Regions from separate parts of the Sorghum bicolor genome. Here region 1 is linked to region 2. A link is a contact called in public HiCAR-type data. All regions are on one chromosome and are shown on one strand. The core of a region is the stretch at or near the end of the contact, and the rest is flanking DNA. Distances in the headings are between cores, read along the strand shown. Region 1 holds the start of LOC8064612 (CASP-like protein 2U1). Region 2 holds the start of LOC8064611 (probable polyol transporter 3).

Evidence for each region. HiCAR-type assays count read pairs that join an accessible place to other places.
Region 1: a contact with region 2 is called in a HiCAR-type map of leaf, with 2.3 times the contacts expected there. The contact joins the promoter of LOC8064612 here to the promoter of LOC8064611 in region 2. A contact is called at or near these places in 1 of 4 Hi-C or Micro-C datasets (leaf mesophyll) and 1 of 1 datasets of contacts at active chromatin or transcription factors (leaf).

The regions. Positions count from the first base shown.
Region 1 is chr8:51,711,940-51,717,230 of Sorghum_bicolor_NCBIv3, forward strand. LOC8064612 (CASP-like protein 2U1) reads right to left here and starts at 3,648. Exons shown (of 1, transcript XM_002443216.2): 1 at 2,498-3,648. The coding sequence starts at 3,315. The coding sequence ends at 2,734.
Region 2 is chr8:51,574,203-51,579,334 of Sorghum_bicolor_NCBIv3, forward strand. It overlaps LOC8064611 (probable polyol transporter 3), which reads right to left and starts at 1,978. Exons shown (of 3, transcript XM_002443213.2): 1 at 1,365-1,978; 2 at 931-1,277. The coding sequence starts at 1,833.

The DNA of each region.
Region 1 (5,291 bases), core at 2,398-4,897, 140 kb after region 2:
AAGGGGATTCTATTGGTTTCTGCGTTGATAAGATTGGTTGGATCTGAATCCCCTAGAGGACCGAGACATTGAAGGTGTGGTTGATCAGTGGGGATGACAATTTTATTGGACAACTCCTAGTGATTTTGGGGGAATAAAAATACAAAGAAAAAGGAAAAGGAGAATATTCAGTAAGATGAATCGTGGATGAATAGGAATATACACAGAAGATGAGATGGAAATCTGACCTCAGGGACGACGAAGCCAATGGCCATCTTGTCGTGAAGAGGACGTTGGAGGGCACCGGAGTTGATGAAGAGGAGTGCTTGTCGGAGGTCTTGAAGGTTGTAAATGGCGCCGCCGCTGGAAAAGTAAAGTTGGATAGTAGAATGGTGTGATGGGGGAGGAGTACCCAAGAAGGAACTATTTATAGGACAAGATGGGCAAGGGCAAATTCGACTTATCTCTTTGCCGCATCCGAGAAGCCCGAGGGTACTCAGGTGGATATGGTAACTGTTCGCACGGTAATCCAGGGATTGTGCAGGTGATTTGATGGGAAGCGGTCATTATCTGAAGATATTTTACTGTGCGAGATCTCCTGGTCGGTCCATCGGCGATATTCTATAACGATCATCTTGCCGATGGGCGGATAGGGGGGAAGTAACCGTTTTTACGAATATCCTGGTCAGAGCATCGGCAGATCTTTGTAACGGTATTGTTACCGATGTACGACTGAGAAAAATGCCCGTTTGGGAAGTTGGGGATTTCGAGGAATCTGCGGAGGATTAGGATCAGAGTTATCCAGATTGAGGTTGTCGGTTACCAGATTAGGAGCATTAATTGCGGAGAAGGCATCATTACTGCAGAGAATTTCGGAGCATTAATAGTTTTATACTCCGAAACTGGGGGGCATGTGTTGACACCGTTTTTGGGCACGTGTCTAGGATGGCAGGATAGGGTGGCAGTACGATGCGGGTTACCGATGAGGATGGTTGCCGATGAGGGAGAGGTTGAATGTGACTAAGTCCACAGGCAGTAATATGGTGCCGATAGCTGGATAAAAAGGTCTGCCGATGACTGTGGCAAAGGGATTGCCGATGATGCAAAGGAGGAGTCCGGAAGCTGCCAGTTGTCATGTGGAGGAGTTTCGGTTTGTCACAAAGGATAGTTTTGTTATTTCCTTAATTATTTGCATCGTTTTGTATACGGATTCCGTGTAATTTGGAATTCGAATTCTAATCGTGTCTGGTTGTAGCTCTTTGAGCAGGGTATAAATATAAACCCTAGGACCTTGTAATAATCAATCAAGAAATCAATCAAACACATGTTTTTATTCATATTCCAGCATCTACTTTTTCGACGACTTCGTCATACTTTTTCCTTTTATTACGAGTTCTTAGGAATTCGTCGACTTAAGCTCGGCATGTTCTCGAGTTCCGCGTGAATACCTCTTAGCCGTGACATCTGGGCGCATCGCTGTTGTCAGGACTAAAGTATTCGAGTTATCACCTTTGCCGATAGTAAGGTCAAATCGGCTGGCACGCCTTAACGTTTGAATTGGGTATTAGCCCTTTGTGTTTGCAGACCAGTTTTGCATCAACAGAATTATTTTTCAATATAGAGTTTTTAGATTCGTTCTGTTTTGACCCAGATAAGACTTAAAAACAAGTTTAGGGACCGGGATGACACAACTGAACAAGCTTGAGGACCTATATGAGAGATTTTTAAGTTTAGGGACCAGGATGACACAACCGAACAAATTTAGGTAACTAAACGGTCATTTTGCGAGTTTAAGTACCGGAATGACACATCTAAACAAGTTTAGGGACCACTGATGGACTTTACTCTTGTTCTAGGATGACCTCTTTTCTTTCTCCAAATCTCAGTCGAAGAAAAGCGTTTGATTGCAGCAAACTGATGATGTCCGTCGGATCCGTAGTGGAGTTGCTTGCACGCGTGCGCGCTACCTTTAAAGAAGGGAACAAAACGGGCCAGCGCACCGCACGCCGAGGAACTTGCACCACAACGCGTGGCGTGGCCCGCGCAGCAGCTGCCTCGCCGCCCGTGATCTTCGCTTCAGATTCCGTGGTGCTGCATGATGGGCGTTTCTTAGGCCCTGTTTAGTTTTCCATGTAAAAATTTTTCATCCATCCCATCGAATCTTTAGACACATACATAGAACATTAAATATAAATAAAAAAAATAAACTAATTATACAGTTTAGTTGAGAATCGTGAGACGAATCTTTTAAACCTAGTTACTCCATGATTAGCCTAAGTGCTACAGTAACCCACATACGCTAATGACAGATTAATTATGCTTAATAAATTTGTCTTGCAGTTTCCTGACGAGCTATGTAATTTTTTTTATTAGTTTCTAAAAACCTCTCCCGACATCCTTCCGTCACATTCGATGTGACATCTAAAAAAATTTTATCTCAAATCTAACAGGCCCTTAGCAGGGCAGCATTGAAATTGTCACTCTGCCTGTTCGTCAGACTGAAGAATCCAACAAATTCTTTGCTGCAACTCCGATCCTATAGACCCATTCATGTTTATTCTTTAAGTTGTTTCAATTCGACGTTGAGCAGTGCGTACGGCTATCTTATTAGCACCACTCGATCTTGCTTTCACATGCATGAACCAGCCTATATATAATTACCAGTAGCAACCAAATCAAGCAAAGCCCTACGCTACGGTGTTTGCAAGAGATGGTGGTCAGATGGAAGAACGGCCTCTGCTCATCACAAAGCTACTAGCTCTTGGTGCCGCCGCTGCCGTAGAGCCTGAAGAGGTTGAACGCGGAGAGGAAGGCGAGCAGGACGGCGGCGAGCCCAGCCACGACGGCGGTAGCGAGGCCGGCGCCGGCCTGCCTACAGAAGGCGCCGTAGAGTGCGCAGATCCCCATCCACTGCAACTCGGGCTGGCCACGCTTGGCGACGACGGAGGCCTGCAGCGCGGCGGCGACGGCGGCCAGGAGCACGTACGCCAGCGCCTGGTCGCACGAGAACACGCACCAGGACAGGGCCCGGCCGCGTCCGCCGCCGTCGCCGCGGCCGCTGGACATGGCGCCGCCGCCGCAGCAGCGCGCAGCCAGCTGCAGCAGGCTGTAGCCGGCGGCGACGGCGGCGGCGTCCACCAGGAACACCATGGCCTTCATGTCCGTGTAGCTGGCCTTCTTCTGCAGCGAGAAGAAGGTCCGCGTCTGGGTGTCCGTCGCCACCAGCGCCGCCGCCAGCGCGCCCAGCCCGCACAGCAGCGCGCGCAGCGCCACCTCCGCTACCTTCACCTTCCGCTCCGCGTCTTGGCCACCACCCAGGGCCAGCGCCATGGCCATGGCCGGTGCGGCGGATGGACGGCCGGCCGGCGACCGGCGGCGTTGGGTTTCGTTACGCGGTGGTGGTGCTGGTGGCCGGCCGTGCTGCCGCAGCTCTATCGGCAGCGAGCGAGCAAGGCGGCAGCTACTGGTGATAGAGATAACTAATCAGAGGTTAGCAGAGAGTGAGTGAGAGATAAAGAGGGTCAGGGCTCACGGGACTCGATTGGGAGTGATTTGTGATTCCATCGTTCCATGGCCATTTTATAGTGGAAATGGAAACGAAAACTAATTAAAAGCTTCTTCCACACCGCTTTGGCGTTAGTGCAAGAGTGTGGGGTATGGAATATGGATCGATGATGGATCCTCTGCGTGTGTGTGTGGGTGTGTGTGGGCTGTGGTGGTGGCGGGAGGTTTTCGTCAGGCTGTTATAATTGCCATTATTACGGGCTGGAGCTCTTTCCAAAAAGAGGATAATGTTGGAGAGAGAAAAACCGGTTTCACACATCGGACATCACGTACGCCACGGCCTGCGACGGAAAGGAGAAATGGGTTTCACACAAAGACGTGGATCAAGCGGCTGCTTAGGCCTAATTTGGTACGGGTCGACTCTCCCTCCATTCCAAATTGTAAGTCATTCCAAAAATCTTGGAGAATCAAACTTTTCTAAGTTTGACCAAATTTATATAATAAAATAATTATTATTATTATGATACCAACTAAATATCATTAGATTCTTCTTTAATTATATTTTCATAATATACTCACTTTACGTTACAGATCTTAGTATTTTTCTCTATAAGTTTGGTCAAACATAAAAATGCTTTGACTCTCCAAGATTCTTGGAATGACTTACAATTTGGGATGGAGAGATAGTTTTTTTAAGGATTCAGCTTCATAAATAGCTTTATCACTATAGCTAGAACTGTTTTGATAAATCGTTTGGTAAGACAACTCTGAGTTCTTTAAAATATACTTTAACAAAACGCTGTACAAGATAAGGTGAAGTCGGATTAAACCACTATTTTAGATTCTTTTCACTCAAAACTTTTGTAAGAGTATGTTTTTATGACTTCATTAACAAAGTTGTTTTATTTCACCTTGTTTAATAGAAAATGACTCCGAATGACTTTTGAAGCCGCCGAAGAAACCCTGTCAAATCCTTACAGTCAATTCGTTGGAGCTCCGAGTTCCGAATGAAGCCGGACGATGATGACATAATAAGGGCGTGTTTAGTTGTTGAAGGAAAAAATTTCACGATACCGTAGCACTTTCGTTTGTTTATGGTAATTATTGTCCAACCATTAGGTTCAAATGATTCATCTTGTAAATTCTGACCAAACGTGTAATTAGTTTTTATTTTCGTTTATATTTAATACTTTATACATGCGTTTAAAGATTCGATGCGATGAAAAATCTTGAAAAAAAAATTGGTTTTTGAGAGACGGTCACGAGGCCAGCTTCGCTTCTTGCTTTACTCCTACAATGCCTAACGATCGAGGATTCTTGGTCACACGTCTCCCTCTGCTACCGACCGACGACGCATGCATGCCGCCTTGCAGTCGTCGTAGCTAGCCCCCGCACACCGGGCGGCCCGGGCAACCGTCTGCAGGCCGGCGGCTAACCTAGCCCCGCTCCGCTAGAGTCTGGAGATCGATCGTTGTCCATCATCACGGTGACGCGTACGTGACGTCACATCGTCCACATCAGAACATTTTCACAGTAGTAGTGCTGTAGTGTGTTAAAGTCGTCCCGCATTTCCAAAAGACATACTACTCCCTCTCTGTTCCAAATTATAAGTCATTCCAATAAACTTAGAAAGTCAAAGCATTTTTAAGTTTGACCAAAAACTAGAAAAAAATATAAAGATTTATGTCATAAAATAGTTACACTATGAAAATATAAAAAAAAGAATCTAATGATACTTGGTTGGTACCAAAAAAATATTATTATTTTGCTATATAAATTTGGTCAAACTTGAAAAACTTTGACTCTCC
Region 2 (5,132 bases), core at 728-3,227:
TCCTAGCAGGATCGGTTCCAGGGTGTGATTCCCTGAGAACCGAACGTTGCCTAAGGGCTGTTCGGTTATTCAGGAATAGAGGCAAGAGAAGCAACCCAGTTGATGTATTGTTACACAAATTAGTCAATCATTCCAGTAGTTCCAGACCATGAATCCTACGCCCAACTGAAAGGGCCCTAACTTGTGGTCCAACTTATAGTCCAAGTATCCAGCTGGCTTAAGGTCTTGTTTAGATCTGAAAAGTTTTTGAATTTTGACAAGGTAGTATTTTTATTTTTATTTGTCCAATCAACAGTAACTAGGGTTAAGAGATTTGTCTCGTGATTTACAGACAAACTGTGCAATTAGTTTATTTCATGCTCTATGCATGTGATGCAAGATTCGATATGACGTGGAATCTTGAATTTTTTTTAGTTTTGTTACGAAGTAAACAAGGCCTAAATTTAGTTTCTTCCATGCCGTTAGACCCCACGTTGTTGTACCAGTTATGACTGCAACCAAACAAAAATAACTCAACCCAGCAGCAGCTGGGTCACGTCAGAGAACTCTGATTCCATTTTCACTCTTTAGTAGTAGATGCCGCGCGTTTTCAGATGCGATCGAACTAACTTCCGTTTTCAACTGCAACAAACTTTCCTTCATTCCTTCCATTTATTAAATTTTAGGGGGCACACACGTACACGTACGAATCGAGCCATGAAACTTAATTATACCTAGGAAGGATGCATGCATGTCAGATCTGCAGCTGCACCTGCAGCTAGCTATAATCAATTAATAGCATCGGCACCATCGCACTGTCAAGGTCGCCTAATAATAATCAAGAACAACTAACAACACGTACTACGAACAATGAACAACCATGCACGGCCGCGTAGAATCATCGCCGCCGTCGTACTACTACTACAGTACTAGTACGTACTCCGTACTTACCTCGGGAATGGAGGAGAGGAATCCGCGAGCGTCGGCTGGCGAGATCTCGGCGATGTAGACGGGCGCGACGACGAGTCCGAACCCGCACGCGACGCCGGCGACGAGCTGGCCCGCCATGAGCGCGGCGTACCCGTCGGCGGCGGCGGTGACGGCGGAGCCCGCGAGGAAGAGCGCGGCGGAGAGCGCGACGGTGCGGCGCCTGCCCGCGCGGTCGCACGCCCACCCCGCCGCCAGCGAGCCGAGCAGGGAGTAGACGCTGGTGGCGCCGATGAGCACCTCCAGCTGCGCGTCCGTCACGCCCACGTCCGCCTGGATGAACTTCTGCGCGCCGCTCATCACCCCGCGGTCTGCGAAAAGCGCACGTCACGTCACGCGCGCACGCAACGCAATTGCCAAGAAAAATGAAGCAGCAGCGAGAGAATTGAAGGGCTTACTGTAGCCGTAGATGATGGAGGTGACGGAGGCGAGGAGCGCGCAGACGAGCGCGTACGTGCAGCCCTTGGTGCTGCCGTCCGCCGGCGCCGGCGCCGGCGCAGGCTCTTTGATGTCGGCCAGCAGCGGCGACTCGAGGTCATCCTCCTCCTTCTTCATTGTTGCCGGCCGGCGGGCTCTCGCGCGCGAGAGAGAAAGAGAGAGAGGCGTGGCAAGGTAGCGGTGCAGCACGATGTTTTTACTGCTATAAATCGATGACACCACGATCGAGCTGAAATTAGCGCCGCACGGAGAGAGCAGAGAGAGAGAGAGAGAGAGAGAGAGATGAATGGATGGACATCTATATAGGCACGCACAAGGCGACACGGCGCGCGCGGCTGGATGCCCGGGATGGCTGGCGGCGGCCAAGGAAATCGTGGCGGCCTGCGCGAGCGCGAGCCGACGCGACGGGAGGCGCGGGGCGCGGGGCATTCTTCGGCCCTTGCCGCCCGCCGCGCTCGGTCGCGCGGGGATAACGTGCGTGCGCAACCTCGCGGCCGGCGCAGCTGGCTGCTGGCTGCTGCGACCCAACCCAACAACCGGCCGGCGGATCGAATTCCTCCTGTTTTCGAGAGTGCGGGCGCCAGCTCGCTTGCATTGTGTGACGTCTTTGAGTTGAGACGCTAGTACAAGACGTCCGGTGCTTTCCAAATTCCAATTCCAAGTCACGTCATCTCTTTTCGGGGCCCACACAGCGAATCAGTGCTCGGCTTTATCCTCATCACCACCGTCTCCTCTCCTCCCTTCCGGCTGGTCCTCATGTTCTTGTTATACCTCGGATCTAAGCTTCCGTTTGGATCTCTTAGTTTTTGCTAGTTTTTAAGAATATGTTTTTTTTATAAATTAAGTGGGATCCAAATAGATCAGTTTTTGTCAGATTGTTCAAATCAGAAAGCTGTGACACCTAGTTTTTATCATTTTTTTTGACCCGCAGAGCAATAGATGAAGTCAAATTCTTAAAAACCGGAGATCCAAATACCTCTACCAGTTTTTAATAAGAATCTATATTTTAGAAACTACAGATAAAAAACTGGTTTTAAAAATCCAAAAACGATACAAACCGAATCTAACAAGAACAGCCATAGAACCGTGCAACTAATCTTTATATGTTTAGGCCTTATTTAGTTTTCAACTCAAAAAGTTCTTATCCATCCCATCGAATGTTTGGACGTATGCATGGAGTATTAAATACAGATAAAAAATAAATGAATTACACAGTTCAGTTGGAAATCACGAGACGAATCTTTTAAGCCTAGTTAGTCCATGATTAGCCTTACGTGCTATAGTAACCTACATGTGCTAATGATAGATTAATTAAGCTTAATAAATTCGTCTTATAGTTTCCAGCGGAGTTATGTAATTAATTTTTTATTACTATCCGAATACCCCTTCCGATATCCTACAAAACATTTGATGTGACACTCAAAAGAAATTTCCATCTCCAACCAAACAAGGCCTTATTATCTACTCCCCCTATTCCAAATTATAATATATTTTACACTCCTATAAAAATCTTTTGCAAAGCATTTTAGAATTATTTTTAGAGGCGGACAGTACTTCTAACTACCACGGTATATGCCTCGGATTAACCGAGGCGGTTGGTTTTTATTAATCGAGCAGAAAATCGATTTATCGAGACAGTCATGATTTATTTTCAGGCGGTTCTCTTATAACAACTGTCTCCATAAATCTCTTTTTGGAGGAGGTAATCTAACTCCCAGCTCATCCACTCCCTTAGCCGCCGCTCCCCTATGCCCGACTGCAACACATGCTCCCACTCCCTCTTTTGGTATCTGTACCTGCACTATTTCATCTGTATAATAGTGGTAACTGTCACTAGTACAGAATTGCTCAAAGTCAGCGGTGGAATATAATTTTTACAGGCGGTTTTAATTAAAGAACGACTGTGGAAAGAAATTGGCTTACCCGACTACAAAACCGCCTGTGAAAATCAATTTTTACAAGCGGTTTTCTAACAAAACCGCCTGTAGAAATCATGTATTTCTACAGGCGGATTTATTAAGAAACCACATGTAGAAATCATATTTCTACAGGCGGTTTCTTAAGAAATCCGCACTACTACAGAAATGAACTTCCGTGACGTTGCTACTGTTCGCTCCGTGGCGGGCGTGTTTTTTGCCCGCTGTGGTAAATCGTGCGATTTACCGCAGCGGACACTTTTAATTAACTGTGACGGACATTTTTGCCCGCTGCGGTAAATCGATTTACCGCAGCGGGCATCTTAATATGTCCGCCACGGAAAATATATATTTTCCGTGGCGGACGTATTAAGATGCCCGCTGCAGTAAATCAATTTACCGCAGCGGGCAACCTATTATGCCCGCCACAGTAAATTATTTTTAGTGGAGGGGCACTTTAAATGAACCGCTGGAAAGAGAGAAGCAGCCTGGTCCCTTCCTTCCTTCCCCACTCGCGACTCGACTCTTCTCTCTTCTCTCGCAGAAACAACAAGGGCACCAAGGAGGAGCAGGAGGAGAGGTACACCGAGAAGAACAAGGCCTCCAAAGGAACATCTATCCCCATCCATCCCTACCCCGATTCCTCCTCCTCCCTTGCTCACCTCACCATCCAATCCCCATCTGATCTGACTTCGTCCATCGATTTTATCTCTGTGTTTGCTTGCAGGCAGCTAGCTGGAGACCAACAAGAAGGCCATGAACATCCAGGTGCGTACCTAGTCGTCACCGCCGCTCGCGCCCTCCCGATCTCCCTCTCTTTTTCACTCATCTCACTATTCTTCTTTCTCTCTTTCCAGATCCGGTGAAGGAGCCACCACGAGCCAAATCTGGGAGGTGGAGGCCGGTCATGCCCATCTCCGGTGGCGGCGGGGGTCGTGGCTCTCCCTCCTATGTGGGGGCCGATTGGTTCCAGCGTGAGAAGGTGGATTAATTAGAGCGGATCCATGGACGACGACGGCGATGACCCTAACCGGCAGTGCTAGGGTTTCCCTGGCGGCGGTGGCAACAACCTGGATGGGCTCGGCGGGCCTGTCTAGTTTTTTTTTTTAAATCATTAACCGTGACGGGCAACATAAGGCGCCCGCTGCGGTTAATGGGATTAATCGCGACGGGCAACATAAGGTGCCCGCTGCGGTTAATGAGATTAACCGTAGCGGGCACCTTATGTTGCCCGCTGCGGTAATTCCATTTTCCGCAGCGGGCACAGGCGCCCGTCACGGTGAGGCCACGATTAACCGTGACCTTAGCATAACTGAACCGCCTGTAGAAATACATTTCCACAGGCGGTTCTCAGTTACCCGCCTGTGGAAAAATTTATTTCCACACGCCACTAAACACAGGCGGTTCGCCAAACCGCCTGTAAAAAGGGGTTAGGAACCGTACCTCTGTGTACTAGTGTGCAGCTGCACCATATATCGCGCGTTCATATGGCGCTGCACTATACAACGTTGTCACATTCGCTAGCTTAACTTATTTCTAATCCTACGTGTTCATTAGGTGTGCGATCGATATTGATTGGGCTGGTAAAGCTTATGCTTTTGTCAAGTCTTGGCAACTTGCAAATAGATGACGACCGTTGTTCATGGTTCATTAGCTACCAGGAGCCTTGGATAATTTAGTGCCACTTTTCCATGTTACGTAGTGTGTTAATAAGGATGGCTTAATTAGACCAACCTAGTGTTCCATTTAGTTTCGTCTTCTCTCTTGGCGCTAATACTCTATTTGTTTTTGTCTCTCGATTTGATATGCTCT